Regions from separate parts of the Sus scrofa genome. Here region 2 is linked to region 1. The links are chromatin contacts, called in public promoter capture Hi-C maps. All regions are on one chromosome and are shown on one strand. The core of a region is the stretch at or near the end of the contact, and the rest is flanking DNA. Distances in the headings are between cores, read along the strand shown.

The links. Promoter capture Hi-C pulls out the DNA fragments that hold promoters and counts their contacts.
Region 2: a promoter capture Hi-C map of liver shows a contact between it and region 1, with 2.8 times the contacts expected there. The contact joins the promoter of AHCYL2 here to the promoter of NRF1 in region 1. A contact is called at or near these places in 1 of 5 promoter capture datasets (liver), 1 of 47 Hi-C or Micro-C datasets (embryonic fibroblasts) and 1 of 2 datasets of contacts at active chromatin or transcription factors (alveolar macrophages).

The regions. Positions count from the first base shown.
Region 1 is chr18:19,141,039-19,147,842 of Sscrofa11.1, forward strand. It overlaps NRF1 (nuclear respiratory factor 1), which reads right to left and starts at 1,640. Exons shown (of 11, transcript XM_021078993.1): 1 at 1,505-1,640.
Region 2 is chr18:19,437,852-19,444,094 of Sscrofa11.1, forward strand. It overlaps AHCYL2 (adenosylhomocysteinase 3), which reads right to left and starts at 3,988. Exons shown (of 17, transcript XM_005657758.2): 1 at 3,565-3,988. The coding sequence starts at 3,927.

The sequences.
Region 1 (6,804 bases), core at 390-2,889:
CATTTCTAAGCCGCCTCCCTTCCCACCCCCCCTCCTGGAGTGAGGAACAACCCAATAACTTACTGTTTAAGGCCAAAGGAAAAGGAATTTTTTAAAAGCTGGATGGAGACAAAATGGGGAAAAGATCACTGTGAGCTGTGACCCCTCCTATGATGCCCTCCCTGGGACAAAAGGTACAAGATGAGCATGCCCACTCTCCTGCAGCACTGTCCGAGTTGACAGGCTCGCTCACCTTTTATCTTAAGAATTTCCCAATACATTGTTTCTACACACTTGGGAAAATGCGAATTTTGCTCTGAAAGAATTAAACACGACCAACACCAGCTCTCAAGTAAGCAATTAATATATTCTAATCTAATGCTTAAGAAAGGAGACCAGGCAACAGCTCCTCCAAATGGCTTGGCCAGATATCATTTGAAGCCCTAAAAAAAATTAAGATTTTTAAACAACCTCAAGTTTTGATGGGCACAGTCAGATGCACTGTGGAAACTTTGTGACCAGAAGCAACGACACAACAGGTGAGAGAGGCGGTGGACATCATTGCCCAGTTAAGCGGGTAACATGCAAGGGCAAACCCTTGAGTTCCCCTGAAAGACTGGGGATGTGGGATAATACCCATGCACAAGGACTTCTAGAGCCCCTGCCTTTCCAGTGGCAAAGGTCCGGTACCTTTCCGGGGTCGCGCCACTCCCCCTTGTCCCTCACCCAGGGGACCACCACCCTAAGCCTAAAAAGAACAGAGGCCCCTCCACCGGCAGCATCTCAGCTGGAGAAGAAAACACAATGTCGCTCCTTATTTCTGCGTACAAAAGGATTTTGCGCCCTCCTTCTGGAACAGCCGCCGCTGCCGCCTCCTAACTTGCAAGAAGGTGGGCAACGCGCCATATTCCAGCGTCCCCCAGTCTACCTGGGTAACGAGCCCACGCCACCCCGGAGGGAGAAGCTTCGGAGGTCGCCCAAAGAGCCAACCTCCTCTCCCGCAGGAGACAGCGACTCCCGCGCCCCGGCCCAACCCGCCGCGCCGCCCGCGGACCAGACCCGAGAAGGGCAGAAGAGGCGAGCTGGGAGCTGCGGCTCCGGTCCCGCGCAGCCCGCCCACCTCCCGCTCCCAGGCCGGCGCGCTCCCGGGCCTCTCGCTCCCGAACCCGCGGGAAGGCCGAGCCCGGGCCCCAGGTTCCACGGCGGACAGGAGGCCGCGGCCCCGAGAGCCTCAGGCGGCGGGGGAGGCCGGAACCCTGGGGCTCTCGGGAGGGCAGCGCCTCCCTCCCGAGCCCGCCAGGACGCCTGGGGCCTAGTGCGGCCTGCGCATCCTCGGGGTGGCGGTTTGACTGGGCCGGGCCGGGGCCCCCCGCCCGAGGCGGGCCGAATCCGGCGGGGGCCCAGGCCTGGAGCCGGGGGCGGCAGGGTGCCGGCTGCGGGGCGGGCCGGCCGGCCGGCGGGCGGGCGGCGTGTTGCGGCTGCGCCGGGGCTGAAATAGCTGGAGATTGCGCGGTAGGGCACTCACCTCAGAGCGGCTGCGCTACCGTGGGCCTGCGCCGTGGAGACTGCGACCGCGCCGGCTCCTCGCAGCCTCCTGCCACCAGCGGCAATGGCGAGCGCTGCCGCCTAAGCCGCCGCCGCCGCCGCCGCCGCCGCCGAGGAGGGGAGGGGAGGGAGAGGAGGCACGCACGCGACGCACGGGCTAGGCTTCCCCGCCCGGCAGCCGCCATGATGGGGAGGTCGGCGCTGCCTTGGCGGGGCTTCCCGGAGGGGTTCGGGCTCCGGCCCCCGTCGCCCCCTGTGGCCTCCGCCTGTTCACTTTGCCCTTCCGAGGCTTGGATGGGGTTGGAATCACGGAAGGGGCTGCGTTATTCTTCTGTGGACGCCCCGGAGAAATAACGCGGGCGGCCCAAGATGGTTGCTAATCTGGAAATAGTCACATTTCTCGCCCCCCCACCCCCGGGAATTAGGACCTCCAGAGGGTTCCTAGACAACCGGAGAGGGGGCTTCCCCGCCTTTTTGTCGGCGCTGCCTTGCCATTCGCATCCTCACCCTCTCTTTGGAATGACCTTTGCCTCCCTCTTTCAAACCCTGCCTAGGTATTTAAAAGCAAAAGTTTTTGTGCAAAGCAATACATTGTTTTCGCTCATTCATTCGGCCGGTGAATATTTCCAGAGGGCCCTTTCTGTGCCGCATATTGTTCTGGGCGCGCTGGAGGTACGCCTCTTAGGAAGACGAACTCAGAGCTTATATGATAAGTGGAGGAAGCCAGAGGCAATAGGAACCCCCATGCCTGAGAAGTAGGGAGGGGTGTAGAGTAGTAGAAAAACTAATGTTAGAGACTCGGGAGAGGTAGTTTTTGTTAGTTTTTTTTTTTTAATTACTCAATGAATTTTATTACATTTATAGTTGTACAATGATCATCACAACATTGTTTTTTAAATTGTGCGGAGATCACCTGCATCAGAGTCACTCAGGCTGATTTAAATATTGGGCTCCAAAGGGTGTCTCCAAAATCCTGGTTTCTTAGCCCAGGAACCCACATTTTTAACACTCCCCCTCTCACCCCACCCCATCCCCAAATACACAGTATTCTCCCGGTGATTGCCATGCATACCATAATTTAAGAACCGGTGCTTTAGGGAATTACGAAATATCTCAAAGGATGTCAAAAAACAGTTTAACAAGACCAGGACACCTTAGTTTTCAACAATATTCCATTTACCTCAAAAGTCAACATAACTAAAAACACGTCTTTTTATGCAGTGTTTCTAAGAAAGTGACTGAGTATCCCCACTTACCACCTAAGTGCTCAAGCCAGCAACCTACAAATGATCCATCACTCCTTCCTCTCTCAAGTGCCTTATCTGGTTAGATTTTTTTTTTTTTTTTTTTTTTTTTTTTTGTCTTTTTGTCTTTTTGCCTTTTCTAGGGCTGCTCCCGCAGCATATGGAGGTTCCCAGGCTAGGGGTCTAATTGGAGCTGTGGCCACTGGCCTACACCACAGCCACAGCAATGTGGGATCCGAGCCACGTCTGCAACCTACACCACAGCTCACAGCAATGCTGGATCCTTAACCCACTGAGCAAGGCCAGGGACCAAACCGGCAACCTCATGGTTCCTAGTCGGATTCGTTGACCACTGAGCCATGACAGGAACTCCTGGTTAGATCTTTTAAAATAGGTGTTCCCTGTCATTTTTACTGTGGTCCAGGTAACTGTCATCTCTCATCAGGAAGCTGCAATAGACCCTTCATGGTCTCCCTGTCACAGGATTTGCCCTCTGCAATCCATTCACCCTCCAGCTTGAATGATCTTTCAAAAAAAGTAAACCATGTCATTTCTCTCCTTAACAGCCTTAATAACATTTGGTTATGCATAAGTTAGTCTAAAATACTTTGAGGTGCCTTCAGGGCCCTTCCTAATCTCACCCCCTGCTGCCATCTCTACCCTCAACTGTCATAGACTTCTCCCTCAGGCTACAGTTGAACTGGGAAGCTGGCGGGTCACATAAGACAGGAAGTTCTCCCAGCTAATAACTCGTGTAAGGGCTGCTCTCTGCACAGAACTTCTCTCTCTACTCCTTCCATTCATCTGCTTAAACCTGCACATGAATAAATCCTAACTACTCCTTAAGGTCCCTTCGAGGAAACATTCCCTCATTTCCCCCTTCCATCATCACACCCACTACTTACCACCTATGTTTATTGAGCCCTCACAATGTGTCAGGCCCTATTTTAAGTCCTTTACACACATTATCTCTTTTATTTAATTCTCAAGTGGAGTTGATGAAATGGGTACTGCTATTATTATTTTCTCATTTTGCTGATGGAGAAACCTGGGTATGCAGAAATTGCTTGCTCAAACTCAGATAGTAAAAGGTGGAGCCAGACCTGAAAGCCATCAGCCTGACCTCAGAATTGTGCTCTTAACCATTACCAGCTTTTTTCAGACTGTAGGTTGAAACCCACTGATGAAGCACAGAATTAACTTAGTGAGTCATGACCAACATTTCATAAAAGAAATAGAAAATATCAGAGAACATCAAACTTAGTAACACTCTTGTTCTATGAAATTCTTATTTCAGATATATAAATATATGTATGTAGATGTGTATGTTTATGCTAGATCATGCTATAAAATGCCTTTATTTTGGGATTACAGTTGCAAAAAGACTGAAAGCACTGCATTACTCTTTCTGCACAGTACTTCTCCAGTCATGTATCCTCCACAATCCTGTGAGGGCAGGGATTTTGGCCAGCATCTCATGCAAGGCCAGTTTCACAGTAGACCTTAAATAGCGGGAGACCTCTGTTTCTACCCTCCTCGGAAATACGAATTACAGACAGCCTTCAGACCTCAGTACCCAATGGTTCCAGGACCCCCACGGATAACCAAAATCTGAAGATGCTCAAGCCCCTTATATAAAATGGCATATGTAGGGTTTGCATATAACCCACCCACATCCTCCCATTCTCCTGTGAACTTTAAATCACCTCTGGATTACTTATAATACCTAATACAACGTAAATGCACTGCAAATAGTTGTTAGTACAATGTAAATGCAGTGTGAATAGGTGCCCTGTGCATGGCATATTCAAGTTTTGCTTTTTGGAAATTTCTGAAATTTTTTTCAAATGTTTTCGATCTACTATTGGTTGAATCCACAGATGTAGAACCTGTGGATTCAGAGGGCCACTGCACTTACCTAAGACAAGGGAGCCTGGGAACCTTAGTTGATCTGTCCAAAAGGCTAAAAATAACCTGAGATTCTAGAATCAATCTCAGAAAAAAGGCAGAAAAATCTACCATAACAAATTAAAGAAAAACTATATTGCAACAAAGTTACAGTGATTATGTTTTGCACAAGGGAGACAGAAACTGTAAACAGTATAATATGGGGAGAAAACTCCATACGGGTAGGTAGTAAATGCATTAAGAAAAAAATGTCTCGAAATGCCATAACCTTGGGGCCCAGAGCAAGTTAAAAAGGAAGCTTAGACCCTTGAGAAATGTCTTGGAGCCCAGCAGCCTGGGCAGTGCAGGAGATTCCCAACTTGGCTTTGCTTTCTGTGAGCCATGGTCATTTGATTGACTATAAAAAAATTACAGCACGTGGTAAGTACCAAATGAGGGGTGATACAGATAGTAAGCACTCTGAGAGTCAGAACTGAAGTTACATGGGAACTCCTAGGGGGAGAGAGAAACAGAGAGATGAGCTGAGGCAGCTGTTCTCACAGGGGACTCTTCAGGACTCACTGATAAACTGCGGGGAGTCCCAAGAGAAGCAGCCTCCCCATCTCTACTTAAGAATGTGTGCAGCCCCCACCCCATAGGGATGAATGGGAAGCTGGCCCTGTGAGCAACTTCGGGGGAGGGTTGATGCTGGGGACATCAAGGGCTGGCCTAGGCAGGGTCTTCATTTCCAGAGAGCACTGGCCCCAGTGGCCACTGCCCATACTTTCAGAGGCCACCGGCCTCTACTGGGGAGGCATGAGACATCAAAACATGGGTGCTGGAGTCCAATTCCCAGTTCAAAGCCTGGCTGTACCACTTCCTACCAGGAAACTTCAGCAGTGGCTTCACATAAGCTTTGTCTTCTTTACCTGTGACATGGAGGTCAAGAGGGAATACTCCTAAAGGACTTGGAACGGTGCCTGGCACCCAGGAAGCACGTGGTAAGTGCTGGGTATTATTAGCTCTTCCCCATTACCATTCATCATGTAAACTGCTTGGTACAAAATACAGGTGTGTGGAGTTCCCATCGTGTCGCAGGTGTGTGGAGTTCCCATCGTGTCGCAGCGGAAACGAATCTGACTAGGAACCAAGAGGTTGCAGGTTCAATCCCTGGCCTCGTTCAGTGGGTTAAGGATCTGGTGTTGCCGTGAGCTGTGGTGTAGGTCACAGGTGCAGCTCGGATCCCACGTTGCTGTGGCTGTGGCTCAGGCTGGCAACGGTAGCTGTAATTGGACCCCTTGCCTGGGACCCTCCTTTTTAGGATGTGGCCCTAAAAAGCAAAAACAAACAAAACAAGATGCAGGTGTGAGCAATGATGGCTGCTGTGCTGGAGACGTGATGAGTGAATGTTCCTGAGCACTTGTAAATATCTCTGGGGACTTCCCCAAAAAGCTGGGGAGCATATTCAAGGGATGCCAAAACAAGGGATTTGTGTAAGAAAGCAGTGTGTAATAAGGTTAGAAATGTTGGGGTGAGGGTTTTTTTTTTTTAATTCCTGAGGGTGATTTGGAGAAGAGGGAAAGGGAAACTACTGTTACTTTTCTAAAAAAGATATTTGATGTGTTAACATAACTTTTTAAATTTATTTTTTTATTTTTTCTTTTTTGGCTGCACCCCCGGGCATGTGGAAGTTCCCGGGCCAGGGAATGAATCCACTGTAACTACACTGAATCCTTAACCCACTGCACTGGCCAGGGATCAAACCCGAGCATCCACACTGCTGCAGTCAGATTCTTAACCCACTGTACCACAGCAGGAACTCCCATGTAACAACTTTTATTATTTTTTTATCTGTTTTTTTGTTTTTTCTTTTCCCCTTTTTAGGGCCATACCTGTGGTATATGCAAGTTCCCAGGCTAGGGCTCCAGTTGGAGCTGCAGATGCCGGCCTACATCGCAGCCAAAGCAACGCCAGATCCAAGCCACATCTTTGACCTACAGCCATAGCTTGCAGCAATGCTGGATCCTTAATCCACCAAATGAGGCCTGGGATCAAACCCTCATCCTCATGGACACTATGCTGGGCTCTTAACCCACTGAGCCACAACAGGAATTCCATTTTCACAGGGCCCTTCTTTCCCTGAACCCAA
Region 2 (6,243 bases), core at 2,738-5,237, 300 kb after region 1:
AGAAAAGTGCCTACTGAAGTTCCCACTGTGATGCAGTGGGTTAAAAATCTGACTGTAGTGGCTCAGGTCCCTGTGGAGGCTCGGGTTTGATCCCAGGCCTGGGCCATTAGAGCTCCTTGGTGACCTAGTGGTTAAAGACTTGGCATTGTCACTGCTAGGGCTTGGGTTTGATCCCTGGCCCAGGAACTTCCCTATGTCATGGGTATAGGGAGGAAGGAAGGAAAAAAAAAGAGAGAGAGAGGAAGAGAGAGAAAGAGAGGAAGGGAGGGAGGGAAGGAGGGAGGAAGGAGGAAAGGAAGAAGGATGCCTATAACAATTCCTGGCATGTAAAAGGCCAATTAATGGTAACTGTTATTAGGGTCAATCTGCCAACTGCCTTACTGAATATTTTGCAAGGCTGTACTTTCCTAACTGGCAAAAGGAGTAACTCTGCTCCCACATTCCCATGACCAAATCCAAAAGGTTCCATTTTAGTAATCCATAATTAAACAAATCAAGAGCTTAAAGAATTCAGGGCAAGAAAGTGCTAGCCTGGCTCAACTCATTCTCTGCTGACGATAACAAAGCCAGCGAAATGTGGATTTGTCTGCCAAAAAAAAAAAAAATCTGCTTGAACATGGTCATTACTGATATTGACGTAAGCACAAACTCCTTGTGGTTCCTGGGCTCCAAGCCTTATTATCAGAAAGTTTTAACTTTTCTGAAATAAACCCTCTCCTGCCTTGTTTTCCCTGCTATGCTATGACAATCCTAGTACCCGATTTTCAAAAACAAGGAAGAAATCCTCAAACTATTGCTATTACATTCACTGTCGAACTTACCTTCCTAGTTCACAAATCACTTCTCAGAGATTTTGGTTTGCTGAGTTCACTTATGAAGAAATAATATATATACAAATATATGACAGTCACAATGACAAGATCTGGTGCCCAGAGCACCACAAGTTACAGGGCGGAGGTAGATGCCAAAGATAAGATGGGACTGAGTAACCTGCATACCATATGTTCACTCTTATTAACCGTTGCACTTGGGAATTCTGGCTCTTGTAAAAAGTTTATTTCCCTTGTGTGACTGAGCAGAGTAACAGTGCGAAGAAAACTGATCACAGATACACAAATGGAGTTACAGACACCATCAATGGAAATAAACTTAAGATAAATAAGCTTGTATGTGACAGTTAAAAATAAAAGCAACAGTCACCAATTACATAGCCAAAGGCAGCTATTTCAAGTCTAAGTACCTACAGTCCTTCCCTACACTAAAATAAAAGGAGAAGGAAGTCAAGGTCAGAATGATTATTTAAATAAACTAAAAGCCAGGAAAGTTTCAACAAATCGAAATGTCACACTGCAGTCCCTTGGGGAGGTGACTTTCAACTTGGAGAAAGGTCAGTCTCATGCACTTGTTTTAATATAACTTATTCAATACCAAGAAAGTTAAAGATTCTGCCCCCTAAAAGCAGCTCAGTAATGCCTTTTATTAGTTGTGTCACACAGCTGCATCCTTCCCCAGAGCTTAGCCTGCTTAACTTCCAATAGAGAAACTGTTTTTTGGTTGCAATTAACATTGTAAGGCAAGCTCAGCCCTGTCTTCCACAGCCTTGGGGCTGCTGAGTAAATCTAGAATCATGGAACCTACATTTTGATGCTGGAAAAACAGGAAGGTGGTTCAGCAACAAGGAAAATGGTTAAGAAACACAACCTGAATTAGGAAAAACAGACTGACACGCTGGCCTGTGATTTTTTTCACTTCTTTATGTAGAATCTATTGAATTGTGTGTACCTTTCAAAGGAAGCCATGATGGCATGCATTTAACATGATGAGAGGAGGGAAAAAACAAAATCAATTCTCCATAATAGCTATTATTTCTGAAGCCCTCACAGTATGTGCCAAGTTCAATGCCAAAGCCCTCTACAAATACTTCTAATCTTCACTCGTACTAGTAACTTCATTTTATAAAAGAGAAAACTAAGATTTAGAGAATTTGGAAATTACCCAAAACCTAGTTAGTGGGGGTACTAGGATTCGAACTCAGGTCTGCCTGACTGTAAATCCCATGTTCTAAAGGCAATTTGTCAAACACTCTTACCAAAATACAGAGTTTACACAAAAAGACCCTTAATCACAGGATCTGGCCAAAGTTATAAAGCAGCTTGACTGGTTTACAAACGTGTTTCAGATTTCCAGACTCGAATCTAGGTACTACCAGCACTGGTGCCTGTGCTGCCCCTCTTTCCTCCTATAGCTCCTCCCATGGGAGATTCATAATGCAAATGTGAAGACAATGTCCTAAAGCATCATTAAACACAGCTTTCACTCTTGCCTCTGACACTGTCTGATCATCTATATTTGGGTAATTCGAATGAAAGGGTTCTCTGCTCTATACCTTAATAATGAGGCAGTTATAAGAAAAGTTAGGCTGGATCCAAGGTTCCACTTCAGCTGAGTCCCACACAGTGAAACCAATGCAGACTGTTATCATTTTCTCAATGTTCTGATAAAGCAATTAAAAATCATTCACAAAACAAAAAAACCATAAATCACCATGTTCACATCATGCCTCAGAAATTAGAGCAATCATCCCTTTTGATGTGATCCACATTGCTGTTTTTGCAATATTTCCCCCTTTTTTTTTCCTGTACTGACTTAGCTTTATGAGAGGAGAAACACACCATAGATAGAGCCATCCTAAAAATAATACTGGGATGGGTATTAAAATCACACATCTAGGCACACCTACTCCTTGGTGCTCTTCTTCAAAACTCTGTCTGGAAGAAACTGACAGCTGAGACAGAAAACCCCACTGTGATCGCTTTTCCCAAAAAGAGAAGCATTCCTAACACTTCCTAACACTTTCAGATCATAATGAAAGACCTAATAAAACAATCACCTCTTCATACACAGTACAATAATCTTGGTGGCGACCAACTACTGGGCAGAGAGAACAAACCTCTGAAGAGAAAAGAGTGAAGAGAGTCCATTACCCTTCTACATTCAGAGAGGATGTAAGGAGATCGCAGAATCTGGAATGAAGGGCACAGCATCAGTACTGCTCGATGGAAGTGGTTGGACAAGAACGGCAGAAAGTCATCATCTGCACAGAAACCACACAACTGAGGATCTCAGAGCGAGGTAACTACTCCTTACTCGTTCTTCCAAGAGAGAACCCTTACTGCTGAGTGAACTCTCATAAGCAGTGAGGTTTTTCTACACCATCGGGGTCTTCTCCCCGACAGTCTGGAACATACACACGGAGCATGTCGGGGAGTTCAGCGAGGGCTAAGATTAGGTGGCTCTCCTCTCCCAGCCTACTATTCCAAGTAGTAGGCGAGAGCGCTACCTCCATGTTATTCCCAGCGAAGTACGGCCGTACCCCCTGGAGTCTTCACTCCTCAGCATGGGGCCAGGAAGGGGGCATCTCCGAGAGAGCGGATTTAAGGGCGAAAGGGATCTCTCGGCTTCTACGATGACAAGAGAGGGCGTGGAGGGTGGCGCCGCGCCGCGAGGATCTGCGGTTCCCCCTCCTACCCTCCCTCTCCGACAGAGGCAGCCCGGCCCCAATACCTTCTTGACTGTACGCGGCGCCTCGGTGACGGTGCCGTCGGGGCTGACCAGGGCCTCGCCGCCGTCGCGGTGTCTCTGATGCTGGTGATGAGGGTCGCTCCGCTTCATGGCCGACGCCTGAGGCACTTTCCCAGCGGCGGGGCTGAGAGCCGCGGCGGGCCCCGATCCCGGGCCAGGGGCCGGGGGCCGCTCCGCCGCGGGAGCTGGAGCCTCAGGGTCCCCACCGCCTGCTGGAGGGGCCATGGCGCTCACAGCCGCCGTGCTCAGTCCCAGCTGCGCCTCCGCCTCGGAAGGGCTCAGGTCCTTCAGCTCCACCTCAGGCACCTTCGAGGCAGCCGCTGCCGACACGACCTGCACCGACATCACCGCCTCCACTGCAACCGCCGGCTCAGACTCCAGCTCCAGCTCGGCCCCGCCTCCCGCCTCCCTTCCCCTTCCCTCCCCCATTCCCCCACTCCTCCCCTCCATCGCCTCCGCTCCCACCCACTTCCTCCGCCTGCCCACCCGCCCGCCGGCCCCGGCCTCTCCCTCCCCTCTCTGCCCCGCCCCGCCCCGCCTCGCCCCGCCCCGCCCCGCCCCGCCCCAGACCGCTCCGTCCGGCTTGCCCGCGCGTGTGGTGCCACGGAACCTGTAGTGCGCTTGCTCTGGGCCGAAGGCGGCGAAGAGACGGTGGGACCTCAGCCCCCGACCACCCCTGCGCGCCGCCGGGGGCGGGGCCCGCGAAGCCCCCTGGGGGTTGTAGTCCCGGTCGCCCTTCCTCCGGCAAGCGGGATTCTGTAGCAGAGATGGAGCTTTAGCGCCGGCGACTAAAAGAAAGAAGTGAGGATAGGTGACATGAAGAAGAACATGAGGAAGAGAAGGTCTCCAGAGGAGTTGCGGCTTCCGAGGAGCTAGCTCTAGAAACCCTAAGTTTGGGAAGGTGGAGGAAGATTGACTCTACCCCGACAGTGTAAATTTCTTCCTAGGGTGCACCTCTGCTATCACGTGAGCAGGCATTTAAAGGAAAAGCGGTGGGGAGAGAGCTGGCCTCAGGCTTAATCAAGTGACTTAATTTTTCTGCGTCCGTGAAATTAGGACCTCACACCTTTACTGGCTTTGTTTTTAGAAGGAATAACATGGTCCTGTTTTTAATTGCCTGTTGTGGCAATTTCTGGCACATTCTGGGCTTGGAGTTTAGTATCAGTCTAAAAAAGAAGTTAGGTATCACTAGGTCAAAATTTCAAGACTAAGGAATGAAAACCATTGCCTTAAACAAAGCCAATTCTTTTGCCCTATTAATTCTACTAGGGATATTGTAGAACCCAAGTTTGTATGCCTGTGGCACGGTGAGGCCAAACAAATCGAAACATCAGAGTTTGGAGCAGAGGAAAGTTTATTGCAGCGTGCCAGGAAGAACAGCAGCTGGAGTTCAAAAAACCCTAACTCCCCCATAGTTTTCAGGGAAAAGTTTTTAAGGCAGAATTGGGGTTGAGGGCTCCAGGGTGTGTGATCTTATTCTAATGGGTTGGTGGTGCCATAACCAGGTGATATATCTCTGGGATCTCAGCCTTCTGGTTCCAACCGGCCTATTGCTTGTGGTCAACATGTGGTCACCATTTTCCTCCTGGGTAGGGGTCTTAGTTTTAGTAGAACTCAGACACACATCAGATTGTTATCTATATCCCTTCAGGAGGAACAAGGAGTCCTGTGATGCTATTGTCCTGCTGACATCTTCAGCTTGCTCTTTGGAACTTGGGGAAGGCCTGGGAAACTAAAGCCCTTTGGGTTTTTTGTTAGTTTGTTTTGGTTTTTTTTTTTTTTTTGCCATGCCTGAGGCATGTGGTGGTTAGTTCCTGGGCCAGAGTTCAAAGTGGGCCAGAGCAGTGACCCTGGCCACTGCAGTGACACCATCAGGTACTTAACATTGTGCCACAAGGGAACTCCTAAAGCCTTTTTTTTTTTTTTTTATATATATACAAACAGCAGACAGGGAGGGCCTTGCAGAGTCTTGCTGGGTTCCAGGGAGATAATTGAAATTCGGATTAAATATATCAACAGAGAAGAATATTAACTAAAATATAAATAGCAATTGTTTTAAGCGATGGGATGTGAAGTGTTTTTTTTTTACCTTGTACTTTTCTGTATTATTTTAAAACTTAAAACTTATTTATTTTAATTTCTTTTTGAAGATGTAAACCCAAAGACTTGTATGGCAGATTTATTTTGAATAATGAAAAGGTATCTGAAACTAATGTCCAACAACAGAGGAATGATTATATAGCCTTTAAAATTAAGTTTGCTAAGAACTTTTTTTCAGTGATGAAGGGAAATAAATACTTATGATAAAATAGTGAGCTAAATAAATTAGCATATTTTATTTGATTTTGTTTTCTTTCTTTTTTAGGGCATGCCTGAAGCATCTGAAAATTCCCAGGGTAAGAGTCACATTGGAACTACAGCTCCCGGCCTACACCACAGCCACAGCCACACCAGATCTGAGCCACATCTGTGACCTGTATACCACAGCTCACAGCAATCAACTTAACCCACTGAGTAGGGCCAGGGATTGAACCTTTGTCTTCATGGATACTAGTCGGGGTCGTAACCCACTGAGCCACCATGGGAACTCCTATTAGATTTTAGCTATGTAAATAATACTTGAATAAAAACAGTACATTAAAATGCAATTGCCTCTGGGTG